2 separate regions of the Xenopus laevis genome follow, and region 1 is linked to region 2. Evidence: chromatin contacts called from public Hi-C data. All regions are on one chromosome and are shown on one strand. Each heading gives the region's core, a stretch centred on a gene start, on an enhancer-like site or on the middle of the called end of the contact. The rest is flanking DNA. Distances are from core to core; before and after follow the strand shown.

What was found. A called contact is a pair of places that touch in the nucleus more often than the background predicts.
Region 1: a Hi-C map of animal cap shows a contact between it and region 2, with 9 times the contacts expected there. The contact joins the enhancer-like site here to the promoter of arntl.S in region 2. A contact is called at or near these places in 3 of 4 Hi-C or Micro-C datasets (the XL177 cell line, the XTC cell line and animal cap).

Annotation. Positions count from the first base shown.
Region 1 is chr4S:19,176,449-19,181,834 of Xenopus_laevis_v10.1, reverse strand. The region is part of intron 1 of LOC121393191 (a long non-coding RNA gene); the gene reads right to left. Among protein-coding and RNA genes, the nearest start is that of LOC121393191, 4.7 kb to the right of the region's middle. Within about 2 kb of position 1,449, at least 1 of the 7 cell types and tissues checked has an H3K27ac peak or open chromatin away from gene starts, as enhancers often do.
Region 2 is chr4S:19,108,470-19,113,599 of Xenopus_laevis_v10.1, reverse strand. It overlaps arntl.S (aryl hydrocarbon receptor nuclear translocator like S homeolog), which reads left to right and starts at 3,747. Exons shown (of 18, transcript NM_001095555.1): 1 at 3,747-3,777.

The DNA of each region.
Region 1 (5,386 bases), core at 200-2,699, 71 kb before region 2:
ACTTAGGAATCGGATAAAAAAAGAGGGACACCGCATGGATTTAACTTGCACCCAGGGAGTTTAGGTGGAATAATCCATTTATCAGCCTGGGACTGGGCTTATTTTCTCAACAACTGGGAAATGAGATAAAGTCTGAGAGTTGTTATCTCATCCAAGGTCACTTTTTATATCCCAACTTCCTGCTCTGTGTTAAGGAACTGCCACCTGTCTGGATCTGATTGGGACAGTCTGGTATTCCCGGTGCTGTATCAATTTGGGGGCTCATAGGTATTGGGGTATTATGAGGCTCTATAATCATTTAACTTGGGTGCTGATTTTGCCTTTGGGTTCCAGGCTTCAGCAAGGGGTGGCATAGAATAGACACAGACGGGGGGGGAAGTCCCAAGCCTGGGAAATGCCAATAATATGATATTTAGTTGCACTTAAAGGCACAGTGACACCTCACTGACAACTTCTGTTTCTTTGGCCTTTGATCTCCATAAAAAGAAAACAGTGACGGTTACAACGATGAGTCATTAATTGCCCCCATAGGGAAGTGGGATCCAAGGAGCCCTCCTTAAATTCCCTGACTACAAACACAATGAGTAACTGTTCTGTGGAACCAGCCGGTGACTTATCCCTGGAGACATCACAGGACAAGTTACACCTGGAGTTGGATGAGCCATGGGGCAGCCAAGGGTTACAGTAGGATTTACTCACAAGAGCTCACAAACTATCTAGGTCCTACAGTCTCCCTCTTGCCTACTGTTTCCATCTTGCGCTACTGTCCCCCCTTGCCCTGCTGTCTCCATCTTGTCCTACTGTCTCCATCTTGCCCAGCTGTCTCCATCTTGTCCTACTGTCTCCATCTTGCCCTGCTGTCTCCTTCTTGTCTTGCTGTCTCCATCTTGCCCTGCTGTCTCCAGCTTGCCCTGCTGTCCCCACCTTGCCCTGCTGTATCCATCTTTCCCTACTGCCTCCATATTGTCCTACTGTCTCCATCTTTCCCTACTGTCTCCATCTTGCCCTACTGTCTCCATCTTGCCCTACTGTCTTCATCTTGCCGTACCTGCTATTATCATTCCCCTACCAACAGCAGCAGCTCTATGGAGAGCCAATAAACTCCCCGCAGAGAGCAGTGTATTTCTATACAAGAGGGATACTGCATTGGCATGCAAATGATGGGACCCCAATTTACTACCATGCCAAGGGCCCATTCCATCTCTTCCTCTAATACAACAATGCTGAAGCAGACAGAGAGTAACTCGTGCTAATCACACAGTAGGAGTGACTGATATTCACCCACAGATTGGCTGTAACAAAGGGCGGCATCACACAGTTGGCAGGCATCGTTCCTGGGCATCTAAATATTTTATCGCCAGGGTATCAAGTGACTGGTGGATCAGGAAAGTGAAGACGCTATCAGACTCATCACGTTCACCTGAATGTGTCTTGCTGGGACAAATTGCCCTACTTGCTTATTACAATACAGCAAATCACCATTACCTGCCTCCATTGGGTGACGGAGATTCGGTGACTGAAACCGCCAATGAGTTTCATGTCTGCTCCTCATTGGATGTTGGTAATTCATTTCTGCATCTGTGAGCATGGGTACATATATAGTCTGTGTAGATGCCCAGGGGCCCTGCATGGTACAGGGGCCCTCAGCAGTCCATACAACTCTCAAGTCAGCAGAACCCACACAGCAGGAGGGGGTAAATCTTTAAAACCCCTGCGGATTCCATCTATCATGAAAAAACATTCATTCCTGGGGGAAAGAAAATAATCCCTGATCCATCAGAGCCACCCCGACACCAAGAGAAAGAATGGGCCCCGCAGGCACTTCCCTGGGACTCAATGCAGCTCTCAGACCAGGAAAGCTCTTTTAAATAACAACAAGATCACATTGCAGAGGGCCATGAAGGGACAAGGGCTCCGCTGGATTGAGCGGCTGATGGATGGGGAGGGCCGACATGTGGGGATAAACTCCCTATTATCCCTATGTTAATGTGTAAATCAAGCTGCCCTTGTGCCGTTCCAATAAACAAAATCCAGTCCAGATGGGGATCATTTTATCACATAACCACCCTGCTTAACATAATCTTTAACTGGGATGTTATATTCAGTCTCATACGGGTTTACGATTTGCTTTGTTTTAAAGGTTCGGTGGTTTTGTTGGCTCTGTCACTGCTGAGTCTCTGTAGTTCTTCTCTCCCAGCTAAGGGTAACTTAAGCTGCCACGTGCCTCGACAGACTTGATCCTGAATGAACATCACTGCCATAAAGCAAGATTAACGCCAGAAAGAAAGGTGCAACCACAAGGGGCTCTGTACCCCACTTTATAAGCAGTGTCAGGCTGTGACTTTTGTGGCCCATTTTCAAATACCATTTTGCATAAATTATATTTTTCTTTGATTCTATGCACTAAAGATTAAGATACTGACAAAGAACAAGGGAAGAGCTCAACCGCCCGGGGGGGAGGGGAACGTTGTGTTTTAGGCAAATTTCATTAATTAAAGTCATAATGAAAAAAAAGTCCATTATTTCATAGAGAAAACGTATAGAGGCTTGTACTATGTGTGGTTTGTGGAGGGGGGGAGGAATTCTTCAGTAATTAAAATGTACCTGGTGTGCAATATTCTTAGTAATTTATGGAAAATATTTGCGGGCAATGGTGTTGTCTTCTTGGGGCAAACAATATATCCCATTGTCAGGCCTCCTACAGCAGCTTTTCCTCTCCCATTAGAGGGTCACATTTGAATTTTAAAAAGTGCAGTGGTTTTGTTAGCTCTGGCTTTTGCTAAGCTTTCTTATCAACAAGGTTTTCCTCCCATATGTCCTGTAAGACAGGGCTAATGCAGAGTTACTTGTCCTTTAACAATAGCCAAAGGCTGGGATCTGTGGAAAGAACCGGGTGGCCCCTTAAGAGCCTCTGATGGGACTAATCACTCGGCAATAAAACTACCAATGGCTTAACAGGCATTTTCTTTCCTCCCACAATTGTTGTAGCTGCCGCCTCTTTAAAGCAGATTGTGTTACCCACTTAGACAACCTGTGCCAAAGAGCTCATTTCCTTCTCAGTGTCCAGCGGAGAGAGGGGGCCGTGTTATGCGAGAGATCCTGAAAGAACCCGTTTTGTTCCGAGCTTTGGGAACAAAGGGAGAGAGAAAGAGAGCGCACACTCTCACTGCCAGCAGCACCCATCTGACTCCCATAGAGTGTCCCCGTTTTGGTGAGAACGCCGGACTTTCATGGGACTCAACACATAGAACAAAAGGCGCTTCTGTGAACTTGAGTGCTCCCCTCTCCATTCACAGATCTCAAGAGCTGGCCGGCTCACAATGCGTCTGTAACGGATCAGATTTATCTTCTAACACTCGTCCCCGAAAGGCTGGGAGACTGGGTCCAGCTTGGGTCTTAATAGTTCTGTCTTCTGTCGTATTAAAGGTTCAGATTTCAGACTTTGGTGTAATTCAAAGGATATATGGGTTTGTTTGTCCTGACCCAGCCACTCTCACAGCTAAGATCCCCCCCAAGCAGGGTAGCAAATGCAAATGAGCCTTCCAGATAAAGGGAACTAATCCTTCCCTGTCATGTGAGACTAAAGCTGGCCATAGACGCAAAGATCCGATCGTACGAATTAAGGATTCGTACAATTTTCGGACTGTGTGTGGAGAGTCCCAACATTTTTCGTCCGGCGGAGATCAGTCGTTTGGTCGATCAGGTTAGAAAACTTCTGCATGTATTGCCGATCTGACGATTTTCAGTGGGAGACTGTCACTAGCTTTTGTCGGACATAACTTTCATGCGATTGCTGTCAGGGGCAGCACATCGGCTGATCTGTTCTTTTTCTACTTTATTTGATCTGAATAGTTAGTTGCAGGTCGGGAGATGGGGAAGTTCGATCGTTCCAGAATTCATACGATCGGATCTTTGCGTCTATGGCCAGCTTAATGCTCTGATCTTTAAGTGTATATGGAGCAAGGCATCCAGGGTCCGACTGGGCCTGCGGGACACCAGGAAAAATCCCGGTGGACCTGCTCCCCTGATAAGCGCAGTGCTCATGCACATGAGTGGGAGCCATAGTGTAAAAATGGGGGGGGGGGAGGCCCAGTGACTGCCAGGAGGGCCCTTTGGGTTGCAGTCCCGGTGGGCCCCCAATGCTCCAGTCCGACCCTAAAGGCATATCAAGCCATTGGGGGGTATATCTACCGGGCGAGCAGACCACAGGGGAGCTCAAAGACAGAAGGGGCCCTTTAAGGATTCCTGACTAGGGTCGTATCCATATATAGACAACTCACCTCTGTGCCAAGGGTGGCAGCTTTGGGGGACCTATATAGAAAAAAGCTTTAAAAAACCCCAGTCCTCCACTGGACACTTTTGGACGCAGTGGACCCTGCTAAGTTATTAGTGATTCCCACTGCACCCCAATACATCTGGGCACGAGAAAAGCAGCATGTGCGGGTGAGGGTGGCAGTTGTTGCCCCACTGCCTGTTCCATTAAAGTGATGGCAGAACCCCCTTAGGGTACTAAGCCTGTGTTTCACTCTACCTGCCGAATTTGCCGACTTACATACCAGGTAACGCTAAGGGTTAATATTCAAGGCATCCAGGAGTCGGTTCAATAAGAATGCCCCCGGGTGCACTGGAAAGGCTGCCAATTGAACCCTGAAAAGTGATTAGCAGCCAAGTAAATAACTGGCGAGGGAGCTGTAAGGATATCGAACTGAAATTTGATGCATGATTCTCATTTCCACAAGGGCGTGGGCTGTATTAGAAAATACCCAATTAATAAATCTCCCTGAAACTTGGTGCCGGGTTCGCACCGACATGAACTCTGTTAAAGGAGAACTCCACCCAAAAGCGAATCAGCAGTCAATATAATGGCTTTTGAAAGCAGAATATGGCTGTTCACTTTCTCCGCACCAACAGTTCCAACTCCTGAAACTATGTAGCAGAAAGTGGCTGATTAACAAAACTACACAAAATCAAGAGTCAGAACCAAAGAACGGAAAGGGATAGACAAACACTGCTTTGGCATTTACACGAGCCTATAGAATCAGGAATGAATGGGATATTTGGAAGTTTTGGAATTGGGCAAAAAAAATAAAACAGTTTTTGGGTGGGTTTCCCCTTTAAAGAAAAGAGTGCAGAATGCATAGTAATCTAGGGGGTTACCATGGATATTGAGCCTCAAAGAAATCATTTATGGCTCTGGCTCAGTGACGCAAATGTTCCACTTTGAGGCCTCTTTTACTCAATGGCCATTTCCCATGATTCCCAGGGGAATTAAAGGGACCTTGCATTGGATCTTGGTGGTAAATGTGAGTCACCTGGCACAGTGAATCATTACCAAGGCAGCTATAGATTGTCATTAAAAGAACAAAACAAAAAATCCTGATTCCGA
Region 2 (5,130 bases), core at 2,498-4,997:
ACACAACACTTGCATTCCTCGGCCGGCTACAGTCATGCAGCACTCACATTCCTCAACTCAACACTGCCATGCAATGCAATAGAGATGCAAGGGTAAAGCTGCCCATATATTATCCTGTATTTCTACAAAAGCAAACAGATATTAGATTTATTTAGAATGATTTAAAAACAAATAAAATGTAAGGTTAGTTTCAACAACCATACGGTTAGGCCCGTAAATCTTTGGACAGAGACAACTTTTTTCTAATTTTGGGTCTGTACATTACCACAATGAATTTTAAATGAAACAACTCAGATGCAGTTAAACTGTAGACTTGCAGCTTTAATTCAGTGGGTTGAACAAAAAGATTGCACAAAAACACAATCACTTCTTTTCAGGGGCTCAAAAGTAATTGGACAGTTGACTCAGAGGCTATTTCATGGGCAGGTGTGGGCAATTCCTTAGTTATGTCATTATCAATGAAGCAGATAGAATCCCTGGAGTTGATTTGAGGGGGGCTTGTATGTCAAAGATTTTGGTGTAAACAGACAACATGTGGAGCTCTCCATGCAGGTGAAACAAACCATCCTTAAGCTGCAAAAACCCATCAGAGAAATTGCTACAATATTAGGAATGGCAAAATCTACAGTTTGGTACATCCTGAGAAAGAAAGAAATCACTGGTGAACTCAGCAACGCAAAAAGACCTGGACGTCCACAGAAGACAACAGTGGTGGATGATCCCAGAATCATTTCCATGGTGAAGATAAACCCCTTCACAACAGCCAAACAAGTGAACAACACTCTCCAGGAGGTAGGTGTATCAATATCCAAGTCTACCATAAAGAGAAGACTGCATGAAAGTAAATACAGAGGGTGCACTGCAAGGTACAAGCCACTCATAAGCCTCAAGAATAGAAAGGCTAGATGGGACTTTGCTACAAAAAAAATCTAAAAAAGCCGGCACAGTTCTGGAAAAACATTCTTTGGACAAATGAAACCAAGATCAATCTCTTCCAGAATGATGGCAAAAAAAAATATGGAGAAGGCGTGGAACAGCTCATGATCCAAAGCATACCACATCATGTATAAAACATTTGGGAGGCAGTGTGATGGCTTGGGTGTGCATGGCTGTCAGTGGCACTGGGACACTAGTGTTTATCCATGATGTGACACAGGACAGAAGCAGCCGAATGAATTCGGAGGGGTTCAGAGACACTGTCTGCTCAAATCCAGCTAAATGCAGTCAAATTGATTGGGAGGTGGTTTCATAATGACCCAAAACATACAGCCAAAGCAACCCAGGAGTTTATTAAAGCAAAGAAGTGGAATATTCTTGAATGGCCAAGTCAGTCACCTGATCTGAACCCAATTGAGCTGCATTTCACTTGTTGAAGACTAAACTTCTGACAGAAAGGCCCACACACAGCGCCGATTATGGGGCTGCTGCCGCCTGAGGCAGCAGCCCAGATGCCACCCCCCTCCTCTCCCGCTCCATGCTTAAAAATTAGCGTCGGAGCGGGTTTCAGGGGGCAGTATCGCTAGTGCATTGAGCGCAATAGCGCTTTTTGCACTAGCGGAGCCGAATTTCCGGGTTAAAACCCGGAAGTTCGGCTCTTAAAGTTACAAGAGGCGGCTTTTTGCCACCCCTTGTAACTGGCCGCTCGCTGCCGCCTGAGGCAAGGGTTTCACCTTGCCTCATGGCAGAAGCGGCCCTGCCCACACACAAACAGCAACTGAAAGCCGCTGCAGTAAAGGCCTGGCAGAGCATTAAAAGGGAGGAAACCCAGAATCTGGTGATGTCCATGAGTTCAAGACTTCAGGCTGTCATTGGCAGCAATGGGTTTTCAACCAAGTATTAGAAATTAACATTTTATTTTCAGTTTTTAATTTGTCCAATTACTTTTGAGCCCCTGAAATAAAGTGATTGTGTTACAAAAGGCTTTAGTTCTTTACAGTTTTATGCAATCTTTTTGTTCAACCCACTGAATTAAAGCTGAAATCTGCAGTTCAACTGCATCTGAGTTGTTTCATTTAAAATTAATTGTGGTAAAGTACAGAACCAAAATTTTAAAAAAAGTTGTCTTTGTCCAAAGATTTATGGGCCTAACTGTAACTATTCTCCTGTCCTCTCAGCACCCATAACTATTCTCCTGTCCTCTCAGCACCCATAACTATTCTCCTTTCCTCTCAGCACCCATAACTATCCTCCTGTCCTCTCAGCACCCATAACTATCCTCCTGTCCTCTCAGCACCCATAACTATCCTCCTGTCCTCTCAGCACCCATAACTATCCTCCTGTCCTCTCAGCACCCATAACTATTCTCCTTTCCTCTCAGCACCCATAACTATCCTCCTGTCCTCTCAGCACCCATAACTATTCTCCTTTCCTCTCAGCACCCATAACTATGCTCCTTTCCTCTCAGCACCCATAACTATCCTCCTGTCCTCTCAGCACCCATAACTATTCTCCTGTCCTCTCAGCACCCATAACTATTCTCCTGTCCTCTCAGCACCCATAACTATGCTCCTTTCCTCTCAGCACCCATAACTATGCTCCTTTCCTCTCAGCACCCATAACTATTCTCCTGTCCCCTCAGCACCCATAACTATTCTCCTGTCCTCTCAGCACCCATAACTATGCTCCTTTCCTCTCAGCACCCATAACTATGCTCCTTTCCTCTCAGCACCCATAACTATCCTCCTGTCCTCTCAGCACCCATAACTATCCTCCTGTCCTCTCAGCACCCATAACTATTCTCCTGTCCTCTCAGCACCCATAACTATGCTCCTTTCCTCTCAGCACCCATAACTATCCTCCTGTCCTCTCAGCACAGATAACTATGCTCCCAGTAGTGTTACTCACAGACACTGTCGCTCTCTCCCATTACACATTGTGCAAACACTGGCCACTAGGGGCGCCAGACTGCTGGAAGATAAAGTAGATGAAGCCCCCGGGCAAAATTTCAGCGCCGACCTTTGCTCTCGTGTTCCAGACATAAATCTCTCTGCTCTGGGATCTGAAACATTTCAGCTGTGAGATATCCGATTGCTTTGTAACAATAGGAGAGGAGCCAACAGTGGGTGTCACTGGCACAAGCCAAGGAAATGCTGGAGCCCAATCAACTGTCAACAGAACAGAACCAGCCGCTGATTCGCTGAGAGAAATCCTTGGGCAACTCATTCTGCAGGAGGTTTAGTTTCTACATAAACACAGTGTGCAGCCAGGGGCTCAGTGATTGGGGGAGACACAAACCACCTGCAGATGGTGCAGCCCGGGTCAGAATTAGCTTAGTCCAGATGTCTCACCCATTGCTTGTGGGTATGTGAAGGCTGCGCATAAAGAAGGAGCTGTGGTTTGGGGGACGTCGGACACTGGGGGTATCTATCTGCTCTTTCTCTTTCCATATTGGGAACTTTTAATGCATTAATAAACATTAATCAGGGCTATATTTAGGTCTCCCGCCTCCTCCTTATGCGTAGCCATGAAACCGCCGTCTAATGCCACCACCAAGATGGCCGCTAAGAACGCTCCCCCATTTGTGTACCGCCATGGCTGCAGCTTGGTTTCTCGGAGTTTCTCATTGGATGACGTTGCTAGAGATGTTATGAAGTAGGAACGCGGCTCCTATTGGATATCACGGAATTGGATGGCTGTGATTGGCTGGCACTGACATCTAGGGTGCCTTCGAACGCCATTGGCTGGAAAGTAGGTTAGTGGTGCGACATTTAGTGAGGGCAGAAAGTAGGTCAGGGACGGGTAGCTGTGTCTCCTCCAGTTCCCTGCGTGCGCCTGACGGTGAGTGCTCCTCCTCCTCTGCTGCTGGCACACTGGGGTGGGGGGACCCCAAGCCTGGCCTTTGGCACTGATTTGCACAGCGCTGCCAGGGGCTCTGTTGGGAAGGTTTACTGGGAAACTGCCTGTGTGTGGGATTATCTGCTGGCAATGGCCACTGGGTCGCGGGGATACTGGGAAGCTGCACTTTTGTATTGCCAGTGTATGACCGGAATACTGGGAATGTCTGACAGGGATACTGGGAATGTGTAGTGGGAATGTCTGACAGGAGTACTGGGAATATCTGATCTGAATATAGGTATATTGGAAGTGTCTAGTGGGAATGTCCAACAGGAATACTGGGAATGTCAGACAGGAATACTGGAAATGTGTAGTGGGAATGTCTGATAAGAATACTGGGAATGTCTGATACGAATACTGGGAATGTGTAGTGGGAATGTCCGATAGGAATACTGGGAATAAGATACTGGAAGGCTGTTGTTAAGTACTGGGGCCCTGGGAATGGTTATTGGTATAAAGTGTTTACTGGGAGCCTTGGGTACTGGGATACTGACAGCGTTAAGTCAGAGAATGTGTGATGTCATGCTGGGAATGATTACATGGATACTGGAATTATATTTTGGCATACTGGGAATGTTTACAACTGGAATGTGTGTTTGGATATCTGTGAATAAAGAGAATACAGGAAATGTTTATACCCTGGAATATGTTTTTGCTTGGGATTTGGGAATATGGGCCAATTATCTGGAATACTGGGAAGTGGGAAATAATTGATGTTCTGGGAGCTTGGAAAGTGCATTGGCTCAAATGGGCAGTGGCGCCTGCAGAATTTTTATTGAATGTGATTGAATTGGATGCCGGATTTATCAGCAAGAGATCAGGTGTTTTACAGTCACATATGTTGCTCCCATGTAAATGGGCAATTATCAGGCTGCGAATTGGGAATGTGACCTCGGGTACATGGAAAAACATGGAATAATTGACAGCAATGGAAATATTTTGTCAGAGCTTCTGGATGTTACATTTCAGGAATTCTGAGACGGTGACTGGGAATATATCTGGGAAATAGCTATTATAATAGGAATAACAGACAAGCTGGGGGGAGAAGTAAGAGAAGTCCTGGGAACGGCAGCAGGTGATGGGATTTTATCAAAGTATATTGGGATTTTATTCCCTCCCAGATACTGGTCATTTATACTGGGACACTGGTTTGTGTAAGAAATGGAAATGGGGATATATAACTGCATATGTGATAGATTGCAAGCTGTTTGTAGCAGGGATTTCTGTTTAGTTGTAAGTATGGCATGAGAAGGGCAGCTGGGGCATGATATTACAGCTATTGCCCAAAATATGCCC